Linked DNA regions of Zea mays: all the other regions are linked to region 2. A link is a contact called in public Hi-C data. All regions are on one chromosome and are shown on one strand. Each heading gives the region's core, a stretch centred on a gene start, on an enhancer-like site or on the middle of the called end of the contact. The rest is flanking DNA. Distances are from core to core; before and after follow the strand shown. Region 1 has its middle 51 kb from the start of LOC103638765. Region 2 holds the start of LOC103638768 (Stromal processing peptidase chloroplastic). Region 3 holds the start of LOC109623449.

Region 1 (4,292 bases), core at 1,618-4,117, 320 kb after region 2:
AGCTAGCTAGCGCCAAGTCTCTCACTGCCAACCTCTTTGCCACTCATGTCAAGCTCAATCACGACAACACTATTGTTCTCACCAAACTCCAACGAGTGGCATGAGACAAACATATGTGGTAGCACACTTCGGCAAGCAAGGAAATGATGTAGTTGGGTGTGGATTGGAGTCCAAGAACCATCGGTCCTCGGCTGGCTGGCGGCAGCCCTCTCCTCCCCGTCGCGCCCCGCTAGCTAGCTAGCGCCAAGTCGCAGGCCGCAGCCACGTCCCTCCCCCAGCCACTTGGCATAGGTCGGACGGACGAATACCAAAGCAGCGAGCGCCAAAGACGAATTCGCTGTACATGACAGAGGGGGAAGAAGGGAGACGGGGAGGCTCACCGCGGGGAACGAGGGCGTCGTGGACGGACGGCGGGCGCGCGCGACGGAGCTCGGCGTGGACGGACGGCGGGCGCGCGCGACAGAGCTCGGCGTGGACTGACGGCGGGCGCACGCGACGGACGGTGTGGACAGTCGAGCTCGGCGTGGACAGACGGGCGCGCGCGACGGACGGCGAGGGCAGGCGGGGCGCGATGGCGAGGGCAGGCGGGCGCACGCGACGACGAGGGGAGGCGAGGGAAGGAGAGTGCGGCGGCGAGGGCAGGCGAGTGCAGGCGCGGGCGGCGAGCGCGCGCGGGCGGGCGGCGAACGCGGGCGGCGAGCGCGCGCGGGCGACGAGCGCGCGAGGGCAGGAGACCTCGGGCAGTGCGGCGGCGAGGGCAGGCGAGTGCGGCGGCGAGCGAGCGCGCGACGGACGGCGAGGGCAGGCGACGGCGCGCGCGACGGACGGAGTGCGGCGGCGCTCAAAACAGAGAAAGGAGCGAGAGGGAGAGAGAAGGTGCGGTCGCGTGATTTAGGGCGTCTATTTTCGTCGGCCGCATTGAGGCCGACGAAAATAAATGTCGTATTTTCGTCGGCCCCCCTAAAGCCGACAAAAATAGATGGCGTATTGTCGTCGGCACAGCCCCGGCCCACGTAAATAACAACTATTTTCGTCGGTTACTAGGCCGACGAAAATAGCGTCCTTATTTTCGTGGGCCTGCCGACGAACATATGCCCGGGCCCACGAAAATAGGCTGCATTTTCGTCGGTCCCAAAGGCCGACGAAAATAACCTTCTATTTTCGTGGGCCGGCCGACGAAAATATATCGGCCTACGAAAATTTAGTCGTTTCCTGTAGTGAATATGAGTTAGAGAAATCAAAATTTTCGAATTCCATGACGTAGACTAGTTGGATGGTCTCTAAATATGTTTGTATAAGTCATGGAAGTGCCCAAAAGAAGAGCCAAGTGAAATCAAAGAAGAAATACCCAAGTTTGAACTTGTCTGCTCTCTTTTGGCGCTCCGGTGGCACACACGACCTCTTATGCAGAAAGGTCATTCCCAGGCTTTGGTGGCCTTAGCGCACTGGTGGTACATAGGACCTCTTACGCAGAAAGACCATTCCTAGGCTTCAGAGGCCTTGGCGCACCAGTCTTGTCGGACCACAACAACTATTTCCTTAAAGGTCAGAATGGCTACTGACCGAAAAATCTGACAGAGATCCAGTGCACCACCGGACCATCACTCTTCAAGGTCCGGTGCGCCTAAAATCCGTGCAGTTTTTCCCACTTCGCCCTAATGGCTATATTGGACATTAGGGGCTGTAAATACACCCCATTTTGCACTTTGAAGACAAGAGCTAGGTATTCACTCTTATACACCAGAGCAACACTTCCATACATATCAAAGCCTCACAAGTGCCAACAAAGAGAGATCAAGCAAAAAATAGCTACTCATGTGCATTGAGCAAATAGTGCCCTGTGAGAATACTTGAGAATAAAGTGTGTGCTCCCTCTTGTGATCATTTGAGCGTGGAGTATTGACTCCCATTCATTGTAAAGCTAGCAAGAGCCCCTTATCATTGTGGTTGGTCTTGCAGAGACTTCGATTTTTATGATTGACGAAGAAGAAGAACACTCATCGGTCTTGGTGACCGTAGAAAGAGGGAAGAGTTGAAAGAGACCCATCCTTTGTGGACTCCTCAACGAAAACGTAGGTTCTTTGTGGAATCGAACCTTGAGAAACAAATCACTTGTGTCTCATGTTCTTACTGTTTGTGATTTGTTTGTCTTCTCTCTCTAAGTTCTATTGTGCTATACTTATTGATGTCTCTCTAGTTGCTTGGAGATAGATTCAAATTTACGGAAGCAACTCTTTGCGAGGAAGAACTACACCATAAAATTCTTTGTAAATAGCGTATCTAGCTAGTACAGACATAAAGTTCGAAGGCTACACCATCGTCGTACATAAATTAACAAATAAAAAAAAGATCAGCCATGCCGCTAAGACCGTTATTAAAAGCTCAGGACATGTTTACTAGTACAAATATAAAGTCCGAAGGCTGCTGATCCATCGTGCATGCACGAATGAACAAATATTCTCTTAGTCTTTGCAAAAAGAAAAAAAAAAGAAGAACCAGCCAAGAACACGGAACACACGAGCTAGGAGCTAACCACAGTCACCGTGTTGCATTGGAGCACTTTATTTGTCTAGATCGAGAGAACGACAAGGCATCTACTCGATCTGTCTACTACTACCTGGAGGAACACATAAGAAAAACGGTCTTTATGGCCGGCCGTCGTCGTCGTCTCCATCGGCCGGTGGGTGAGCTAGAAACAAGATATATGCTCCCGTCGCCGTCTGCCTGTCCAAACGGCACGGCACCGAGCACTCGGCGCCACGTGGAAAGCGCACCTGCAGCCGCGACCGCCATGCACCGTACCTTCGGGAAACGCAGAAAACAACGGCCGGCAGGTGCGCCCACGCGCGATCGAAAAGCAAGAGGCCGGAGGAGGAGGAGGAGGAGGAGAAAGAAACACCCTGCTTTCTTTCTCACGCGTGCATGCGTATAGTCCGTCCACCACTTATCACTTGTTTCTGGAATGTGTTGGTGAAGGTAGAATGAGCTACGAGAGTGAGCGAGTCGTCTGTGCCTGCACCGTGTGTGTGGTCCAGACGACAGAGAAGATACAAAAAAAAAAATCGGAGTGATAAGAGCATAAGCAGTGATGAGGGGCTAGCTTGCAATGCTCCCCGGAGAAGAACAGGTAGGCAGCCAACACGTGATGACTAGCACGCAGTACGCTATTGGTGGTGACTCGTATTTCTGACAGTGTTCTTAAATTTTTTCGTCTCTGCCGACCGATCTCCGATCCGAAGGGGGGGACAAGTGCAGCTGGGACTTTTTTTTTCTTCTTTTTTACCATTGCCGCCTGCACGAGCATACACCGCGGCCGCGCGCGGCCCAGGTTTCAGATAACCTCAGTTGGTCCGAAAGCGACAGCTGCTGATGATGATGATGATGACGCGATGGAGCAGTTTACTACTACCACTACCACACTATATATACTTGCGTTTGTCACTTGGTTTGGTCGTTTGCAGAGGATTTGGATTGCGATCATGGGGCGGCAGTGTCAGCGGCCGGTCCGGTCCGGTCCGCCTTTCCTCGCCGTCTCCACTTGTCCAACCACTCCGTTTATTTCTATATAGGTGTATTTGTATTTGTGGCACAGAAACAAGATGCCCCTGTCCTGTGTGTGTCGCCGTCGTCGGCCGACCCCTGCTCTTATTTCATGCATGCAAATGGCGCCAAGCACTCCGCGCCACGTCGGAGGTGCACCAGTGCGCTGCCGTATTCATCAGGGACCAGAGAGAGGGAAAAGAAGAAAAAAAAGAAATCGATCGGAGAAAGAAAAAGAAAAAAAAAATCTAGGGCCGGCAATTGATGAATTATGCATGGGGCATCAGAATGCATGGCTCGTCGTCTGCCTTGACAGAATGGAGGATGATGAATATATAGGTCCCGGGTCGTTGATAGATTCTTCGCCTAAAATGGCTACAATTAATACACTGCAAACTTTTGTACACAGCCTGTATGAAGACCAAGGATCATCTGGGAGGAGTGTTCCAGGGGTGCCCTCTAGGCTCTAGCTGTTCAGGTAGGAGAGTTCATTAGTTCAAGTGGAGCTTTAGAAAATACGCAACGCGCAACAAGCTCTCTTTCATCAAAACATAACACTAAAAAACTTAATTTTCCTCCTCAATTCTCTCCAATCCCCCCGTGATCTCTGGTCACCAAATCAGCCAGAGAATCCAAAAAAACGAGCGGGGACTAACAATTTAAAAGCATCCAATTAAGATCAGTCCGTGATATATACGAAGAAATCTACTGGATAATTGCGAATATGCCACATGCATGTCTCGTGGCCACAA
Region 2 (4,356 bases), core at 1,168-3,667:
AGCTTATATGTAAACATTAAATATCACAATGGAACACATCTAACTAGGATCATAAGTTCTAAAAATTATAGTTTCACAGTCAACAAATACATTCAGTCCATTTACGTATGATTTTTTCCAAGGACAACTAAACAAGAAAACAAATTTGGGCTTCACCAAATACAAATTATCATAAGCTTATTTCCAAATTGGAAATAGACACTGATAAGTTCCACAAAGAAATAAGGACAGAAAAGTAAAGACCTTTGTTTTAGTTGGAGAGTGGATATGGAACACCGTATGGTGGAAGTCTGTATACGCATTAGACCTCGCACCTGTCCCCAAAAGTTTTTCACGTTTTTTACTGCCAAGAAACGCGACATGTTCAATCATATGGGCAATTCCTTGCTCATCCTCCTCCTCATCAATTGATCCAACATGAACTTCCATGTGAGCCTCAAACCTGCAAAATAGCTAGATGAAACCATAATAATATACAAATTCTACACGTATATCATAACAATGTTTGGTTGCTTCACAGTTGCATGAAATTTAGCATGAAATGGGCATCAGGATAATATTTGTCGCTTGATTTATTTACTATTACACAGTTCTGATGTTCAACAAATCAAATAAACACCTCACATTAGTTCAGATGTTAAAGACTCCACCCATAGTTGTCAACTTTCAAGTAACTCCAATCAAATTAAAAAGTACAGAAAACCATCAAAGTTCCAATCATTGTATGGAAATCAAGGGTGAAATTGTACAGAGGAAGTCCTTTGCCATATATAAAAACTAACAGATGTGAGCAGAAAAAAGATTTTCTAACCTGTTTGCTGGAACTTTATTTGGTAAGATAAGATACCGAAGTCCATTCTTCAATTGACCACGAATTAGCTTCGGATGCTCAGGAAGCGGAGTGTTGAGAACATCTTCAAGCTCCTCCTTACTAATAGCATGATCCATGTCACGTGTATCAAGGGAAGTATCAGACCATGTTGGACTTGCAACATGTGGTTCATCAGGTCCAGCGGCGTGCAATATATGGCTAGGCTTGACCTGAAAATTATCAAAGAATTGATTTAGCAAAAGGATGTCCACATTCTACAGGGCCCTTAAAAGGACACAAAGATGACATGGACATGAGATCAGATTATATTCTGGAGCACAATGTAACCTTGTTGTTTCCTTAATTTTTTAGCAAAAACACTCCTTCTAATCTTTCTAAAAAATACAGGAGTAAGTGCATCGGAATTTGGAACGAACATATGACAGCCCTAGAAACTAAATAACACTATCAATACAACAAGAATGGTTGAGCTGCACCATCAAGATACTGATGAGATATGAAAACTATCCTGGCAAATTGATGCTTGTTACAATGATATGATACTTGGTACTACTGCACAAGACCTCTCACTAAGTTCGAATTTTGATGTTCATTGAACGATTAGGCTACCAGATATTCAAAAACAAATGTGATTGCTCCTTCTGTAGATTCCAGAGATGGGGAGAACCTTAATTTGTTTTATGATAAGAAAAGGCACGGTTCTACCACTTAATGTTGTACTGCCGAGGACAGATATTCCAATCCGAATATGTGCATTTATTGTTCTGAACTGACGATATGCCCGTTGCATCCATCACACACGATTGGCATGCAAGCAAAGAAAAGGTAGCCATGGAAGTAAGGCACTAAGCACCTCTTTAGTCCTTATCGCACTCAATGTCTCAATCCAAAACTAAGGAAATCGGCATCATGATTCCTAATCTGACAATTCACTTCAGCTGTCGATCCAAAGCAACAGATGAGAACGAACCTTGGACCCGCTCAACCGGCTGCGAAACGATAGTCCCGACGCGTGCGGGAGCGCGCACGGCGCGAACCTCGCGAGCCCCGACCTGCCCCGCCTACTCTTGGGGAAGCACGAGAGGCAACCGCCCTTCTCCTCGCCGACGCCCCAGGTCGACGCAGCCAACGCGGGCGCCGCGCCGAGTTCTTGCGCGCGTCTCCTCGACCTGCGAGGCACGCAATACGGCGATGAGAGCGAGCGGAGGGGCGACGCGAGCCCACCGATAGACCCAACAAATTGGAACCGGCACGGTCGGAAGCACGGGCCTGGATGAGACGGCGCGGCGGTGCGTGCAGCGGAGGGTGTTAGCCGCGACCGCGGAGGAGCGGAGCGGGAGAACGGGCCGGCGCGCGGCGGGGCGGAACGAGAGCGAGGAGCGGCGCGCGGCTGCGGCAGCAGCGAAGGGGTGGCGCGGGGCCAGGCGCGGCGGCGCGGAGGCCGCCGACGCCGCGACTGGCGGGAAGGGGGCCGAGGCCATCGGGGTGAGATGGCCGCGGGGGAGGGGAAGGGGAGGATAGGAGGACGCTCTCCTCTTTGTTTTGGATTTTGGTTTTGTGAAAGGGAAATGCAAGGCACGGCGTCCGCGTTGCTTCGCGGAGGCGAGGCGCAGCGCAAATATCGTGGCTCGGGCTGGCGGTGCTGCCGAGTTGTACTGTAGGTTGTGGTCGTGGCCTGGGTTTGGGCTTGGGGTTTTCTGCGCGCTTTTGGAGTGAGGATTGTGTTCAGCGTGACCACCGAGATATTTCAGACTTGTGATGTGATGACCGATGAGTGGCCGGCCATCCTTCGGGTCTTGTCATGTAGCATCAAAACGGATACTTATTTAAATATTTATTTTTTATTTTTTCTTGAAACTGCTACATAAAATCGTATCCTTGTCTTTAGTATTGAGCTTTTAAGATTTATAAAAGATAAATCTTAAATTTATTATATAACTTCTTAAATGAAAAATAAAATTCGGATACAAATACGTATTTATATTTTTTTCACTTTTTTGTTGTACATAGCAAATATTGGATAAGACAATTTATGCAGGATTCTATTCTTATTTATAATAGTGTGCTTGATAACATAAGAAGAGACCGGCATCAAATTTTATACATATTTATTCTAAAATATTAAATTTTCCCTAACAATTTAAATACTCACTTTTATCTCTATTGTCGAAAAGATAACAATGTATTCTGTCAGAGAGTAAATCTCCGGCCGGATGGCGGAGTGCACACACCCTAAATCCTAAGATGAGGGGGCTTAGGCGTTTTGCTTGACAGTTGGAATAAACGGGAAGAACTCAAGAACACACAAGGATTTAGAGTGGTTCGGGCCGCCGGAGCTTAATACCCTACTCCACTATGAGATGTATTGCTTGTGAGCTTGTATGAGCTTGCGAGTCTAGGTGTGATCTTAAAGGACTCTCCTGTGTAGCGTCGCATGCCTCCCCTTTTATAGCTGAAGGGGGCATGCACAAAAGTGCTGGGCCCCGACATGTGGGCTCAGGGACATAAAGAATATAGCGCTTGGAGCCACTAATGTTTGTTGCCGAGGCAATCTTCTTGTGTCCTGACGCCCGAGATCTCTGTATCCTCGGCGTGCAGGGGAAGCTTCTTGCAGAAGGGATGATGAGTACAGTGTGCCGCTCGGAACGGGCGCACTGTTCGCCAACAGACTGGTCAGCCTTGCCAAGGCCCGGTCCTTACTCGGAGGGACCTGGGGCTTACCCGAGGGACCCAGCATGCCCTCTTGGGAGCTCCGGACCCATTCGTACAGGGGTCCGGTGTCCTTCCGCGGAGGTCCGGACCTATCAATGCACCCTGGGGAGTCTTATCTTTCCTTGCCACGTGGTGCTCCTAGCCCTGCCCATGTGGTGGGGTCGGGCGCTACTCCTCGTGTGACCTGGGGGTGTCGTACGGGTACAGCGTCTTCATACTACAGAAGGGGGTACCCCTGTCTCGAGGTACCGACAGTGGCCTCGGGGCCCACCTCAGGGGAGGGTGCGAGCCTGTAGGTGGGGCCAAAACATGTATCCTGCGTAAGCATAGCGTGACTAGGGCATCTTCTTAGCGCGCGCCGTACTAACCCAGCGCGCGCATGCTGTCAGCTTGCTACTGGCCACACCAATCGTCGTGCCGGTTTTCGCGGTCGACCGGCGCGTGGCCCCCACGCATGGCGGTTCGGTCGTGCCCCGCATGCGTGGGGTGCTCTGCTGGCCTCGCCTATGTTGAGAATATCCTCCGGCGGTGGCCCCGAGGCGACATGGGAGCGAGCGCGGCGGTTTGCCTCTCCTACGCATGGAGGCCAGCGCCTCAGCCACGTGACTTGTGGGTTCGGGCCCCTCTGTCAGCGACTGAGTTGTTCGGGCGCTAGGTGTGCGCCAAGCGGATTTCTCCAGGGTGCGCGGGGAGCCCTTTCTTGAAAAAGGGGGTCTTCTGCGCGCAGTGGTTTCGCTTTCGCATTTTCCCCAACTGCTCTTCCCTTTCGCCTCCAAGCCTTCCACGTCCCTCCGCGTTCGTGCTCCCTAGTC
Region 3 (4,408 bases), core at 404-2,903, 400 kb after region 2:
AGGGTGGGGCGCGAGGCATGAGCGCTATGGGTCTAGGCTATAGAGCAGTGTGAGTGCAGAACTGTCGATGGAGACTTGTGGCGCGTCTGTGGCAAGGATATGAAGAGTGAGACATCGGATGGGAGGTGGGGTGAGTTGGACATAAAGGCCTTGAGTGCAAGGCACTAAGGCAGTAAATCGACGAGTGCTCGCACTAGAAGGGCATGAAGAGGAGGTCAGCGGACGACGCCATGGAAGAGTGAGGAGACGCGCTTCATCGACAGCTTCGCCTTGCCATCTCACTCTCGACCTTGGTGTTCTCTGTCCACTACTGTCTGAGCCTGAAGCACCGGTTCCTCACGATGGAGGATGGAGTAAGGTATGGCGAGCATCATAGCTCGGCATACCGAGCGCTCCGCCACTGATAATGCCCTTCCATAGCCCAACTCAGCCATATACTCACCTTTAGCTCCCAAACATGTGTGAGATTCAACCCGGTCCATTTTGAATATAATAATTCTCAAAAACATGTCGGCCAGCTTTCAATGCCTGGCCTAGCTACGACCCAACCACTTATTCATGAAGTATCCAACTATACCCGATCAGGAACTAAAAAATGGTCCCCTCCGCGACTTTGGTGTAGCATTTGAAGCCGTCATACTCCAACCCAGAGGTGAAAGAACCTAAACATGCTTCTGAAACCGTAAAAAAAAGAACTTTTATGCAATCATGGGTGCATCCATGGTTCCTGACCTTCGTGTTATATCCGATACTCCCCAACTATCCGAAGAAACAGACAATACTTTGTTTTTCGAAGAACTAGTACTAAAATGTTATAGTCAGACTATCTTCAGTAGCTTATCCATATCTATATCTATATCTATATCTATATTTAAACTTTATTCTGCGAATAATACAATCTACAGAATAAAACGGTATTCAGGGTAAACTTCAGCTGAACCGATGTAGTCGGCCTCGGAGTCAGATGCGTTGAACAGCTAGATATGGTACACTGGTTGCTGGGACGGGTAATGGTCAACAACCAGCCTCCAAAACCAAAACGATAACGTACTATAGTCCCTGGAGATCTGCGCTGGCAGAAAGAAAGCTAAAAAAATAAAAAATTGCGAGGGCACAAGCTTCTAGTTCTAGCCTGCCAAGCTCAACCTGACCGAGCGGAGAGGTTCTTAATCCTCCTATTCCTATCTTAGCGACGACGACGGACGACCCATCCAAAGAACTACGTGGAGAGATTTATGAGGTCGACAAGCTATAAGGCTATAATAACTAGCTAGGTAGGTAGGATCGGAGTCGGAGAAAACAAGCCAAGGAGTCGGCGGTGGGGATGGCGAAGCGGGTGTGTGGGCGCACCTTGGGAGAGAGCAGTACGAAGGGTGGCGGCGGCGGCGGCGTCGGCGGCCATTCTCTCTTGCTGCCGACTCCGGGCTCCTGGAGAAGTGAGTGCCTTCCTGCCTGCCTCTGTCCGCCTCCTTGGAGCAGCAGGTGATAGATAGATATAGTTCACGGAGCGGAGCGCGCGGGCGGGCGGGCAGGCTCAGTTTTTTTTATGCGAATGGCGTAATGGTAGTTACCCTTTATTCAGAGGTTGTTTGGGGACAGGGCAAGGAGACAGAGGAGTCCCGACCCGAGGATGAAGAGATCAGAGGTGGACACAGCGATCCAGTTCGAGTGACCACCGAGGCCCGAGCAGCATGTCCACGTCGCGGATCCCCTCCCCCTCAGCTGCGGCCTGCGGAGCTGCCCCGCGCCTTCGTTCGCCCTTCGCTTTCTCAATGGCCGAGCGCAACCGCACGCACAGGCACGGCGGCGGCGGCTGCCGGCCGCGGGCACTCACTCTCGTAACGGGTGACGTTACCTTCTGCGACTTGTGGGAGCACAAGGAGAGAAAAACGTTCATTGTTGTACGCGCGTGCGTCTATAGTTGTAGTACTATAGAACAGAGGAAAAGGTTGCGGAGAAGCGCCGCCTGCGCGCCGGACTAAATGTTTATGGCTTTGGTTCGTGATCAGTTCAGTTCGATTTGGATCGACTTGTTTAAATTTTTTATGAGCTGAGTTATAAATCTATTTTGGTTGGTTAACGAGCTAGATCGGTTTGTTAACGAACCGGCTCGTGAGATAAACGAGATATCACGAACCGCTGGAGATCTTGAATATTGGAATAGGGACAGCTGGAGGTACTCTCACGCCGTTTCGAAACACAGCGGAGCGATGTGCATGTGTCTGTCTGTGTCCACAGGAATGAAGTGCACCGCGTGGCGTGGGCGCGTGGCAACCGCGGAGAGCGCTCCCTCGAATTAAAATAACATGGAAGGGAATGAAGTGCGACAGGTTGTAGGTTGGGCGTTGAATTTTGCTGCTCAGCAGGGTCATCACGTGTGGACCGCCGGTCAGTGGATGGTGCGAGGTCACGTCGACCAAGGAAGGATTCAAGCACGACGAGGCCACAGACGGATTCGTTTCTCGCCGGGAAATCACCGAATTTCGGTGAAGATTAAAGATTTCCCGAATTTCTGTGAACTTTTCTGTTTTTGCTGCAGAACGAGATGCGAATTTCGGTCCGTTTTTTATGGATTTCGGTTTCAAATTCAAAAATATAATTTTGTGGGCTGATTGGTTCGCTTGGTGAGGCGTTTGGCTGATTGGTTGAGTCTAAATGAAGCTTGGCCTTAGATGATATATATAGTTTATATAATATAAGCCTAGAACTTTCAATATCTAATGTAAACCTAAGTCATACGTGACATCCGGTTGAGCCGAACTAGGTTCGGGTGTTTATAAAAAGATCCAGACCTATAGGGATTAGGGTTTAGGGGTTTGGAGGTGGTTGTAACCGCGTGAGGTGCGAGTGGTGGCGAGCGACGGCCGGACGTCGACGACGACTTCCTGCGGCGCGAGACGTGAGCGGCGGTCCCAAGCGACATCGGCGCTCCCAAGCGACATCGGCGAGCGGCGGCCGTGACTGCCTGAGGCGCGAGCGGTGGCGGCGACCGCGACTTTCCGAGGCCCGATCGGTGGCGGTTGCGACGACCTTTCGAGGAGCGAGCGATGATGGATGCGATGACCGTCCGTGTGGCATCTGAAGACAACGATCTCTTCCGATGAGGAGCATCGGAGGGCGTCCTCCTCCAACGAGCACCTTCGATAGATCTGATGTCTTGAGAGGCGTCCTTTGATCTGGCAGACTTGGGATCGTCCTCCAGTAATGAACTATCTGATCCTTGTTTATGCCATCGATGGTTATGTTTTATGCCTGCTACTTACACTATTTATGCATTCCAGTGATGATTTTTACGATGATGGATATGATTTTTACGTCTACCATAAAATTGTACCTAATTTCGGAGGGCCTGTTGGTGGAACCGATATTATGTTTTTTATCAATTATGTTACACGGTGTATGTATTTATACGACTTTGTATAATAATTTATGCTCACGTGAATCATGTCATTTTATTTTTTGCATGTGTGCAGTGGAAACGAAAATATCGTCCAAAATTTGCTCGCATGCAATTGAAACTCCCACGATCTGCCATAATTTTTGGATCTGTATAAAAATAGAAACTGCATGAATTCAACTCCTATAATTTTTTGGATCTATCATAAAAATAGGATCGTAAATACAACAAGCCAGAGTTATCAACCTCTCTCACATGACTCTGTATTTACGCACATAACTAAGGGGTTTTATGCTCAAAATTTAACGTTTTTACGATCGAACCTGAAATGCGTCTACCAGTGTACGACATGGCGGATTTTTATGTAGCGTTTGGTATTGCATAGATACAAAGACAGTGTAGCATAATTGGTATCAGTATATTTCATAAACTGGTGGTAACGAGCCTAACTGCATGGCTTTTAGAACGATCCTATATTTATGGAGGAAATGCAACATTTAAAATAAGATTTTATTGTTTCCATTGTTGGGGCGAAGGCGAAGACGCCACCCTTCGCTCGATGCCTTCGCCGTAGTCGTTGGTCCAACGGAGACAAGACAACGGGCAGGGACACCCTTCGCCCCACACGACATCGGACAAAGACCCGTGACGAGGTCGTCCCACCTTGCGACCTCGTCCAGCATGGAGGCCCACGTGTAATCTGCTGTTCATTTGAGGGGTTTTCCCTTTATTTTCTTTATTGGAAAATATAAGAAATGAATTTAAAAAAAATAAAATGAAAGTGGCCAGCCAGCTGGGCCGCTGCCAGGCCGCTTGGCAAAGTAGCCCAACAAGGCCAGCCGGTATATGCAGCCAGCGTAGGGCATGCCAAGGAAAGGGGCAGGAGACCGAGCGGCAGGAGGAGCAGCCGCTCAGGCTGGCGGCGGCGCTCAACCGAGCGCTCCGACTTCTGCGCCGTGGCTTACGTCCTCCTCTGCTCAACCTCCTAGAGATCGACTCCATATATGGGCA

What was found. A called contact is a pair of places that touch in the nucleus more often than the background predicts.
Region 1: a Hi-C map of tassel shows a contact between it and region 2, with 2.5 times the contacts expected there. The contact joins the enhancer-like site here to the promoter of LOC103638768 in region 2. A contact is called at or near these places in 2 of 25 Hi-C or Micro-C datasets (ear and tassel).
Region 3: a Hi-C map of leaf mesophyll shows a contact between it and region 2, with 2.5 times the contacts expected there. The contact joins the promoter of LOC109623449 here to the promoter of LOC103638768 in region 2. A contact is called at or near these places in 6 of 25 Hi-C or Micro-C datasets (bundle sheath, ear, leaf and 2 more).

Annotation. Positions count from the first base shown.
Region 1 is chr9:103,860,251-103,864,542 of Zm-B73-REFERENCE-NAM-5.0, reverse strand. No RefSeq gene overlaps it. Among protein-coding and RNA genes, the nearest start is that of LOC103638765, 51 kb to the right of the region's middle. Within about 2 kb of position 2,867, at least 18 of the 20 cell types and tissues checked have an H3K27ac peak or open chromatin away from gene starts, as enhancers often do. A contact at or near this core is called in ear and tassel, where this site is marked.
Region 2 is chr9:104,183,627-104,187,982 of Zm-B73-REFERENCE-NAM-5.0, reverse strand. LOC103638768 (Stromal processing peptidase chloroplastic) reads right to left here and starts at 2,417. Exons shown (of 25, transcript XM_008661586.3): 1 at 2,102-2,417; 2 at 1,803-2,001; 3 at 812-1,041; 4 at 244-442. The coding sequence starts at 2,313.
Region 3 is chr9:103,785,216-103,789,623 of Zm-B73-REFERENCE-NAM-5.0, reverse strand. LOC109623449 reads right to left here and starts at 1,653. Exons shown (of 7, transcript NM_001348467.1): 1 at 1,351-1,653.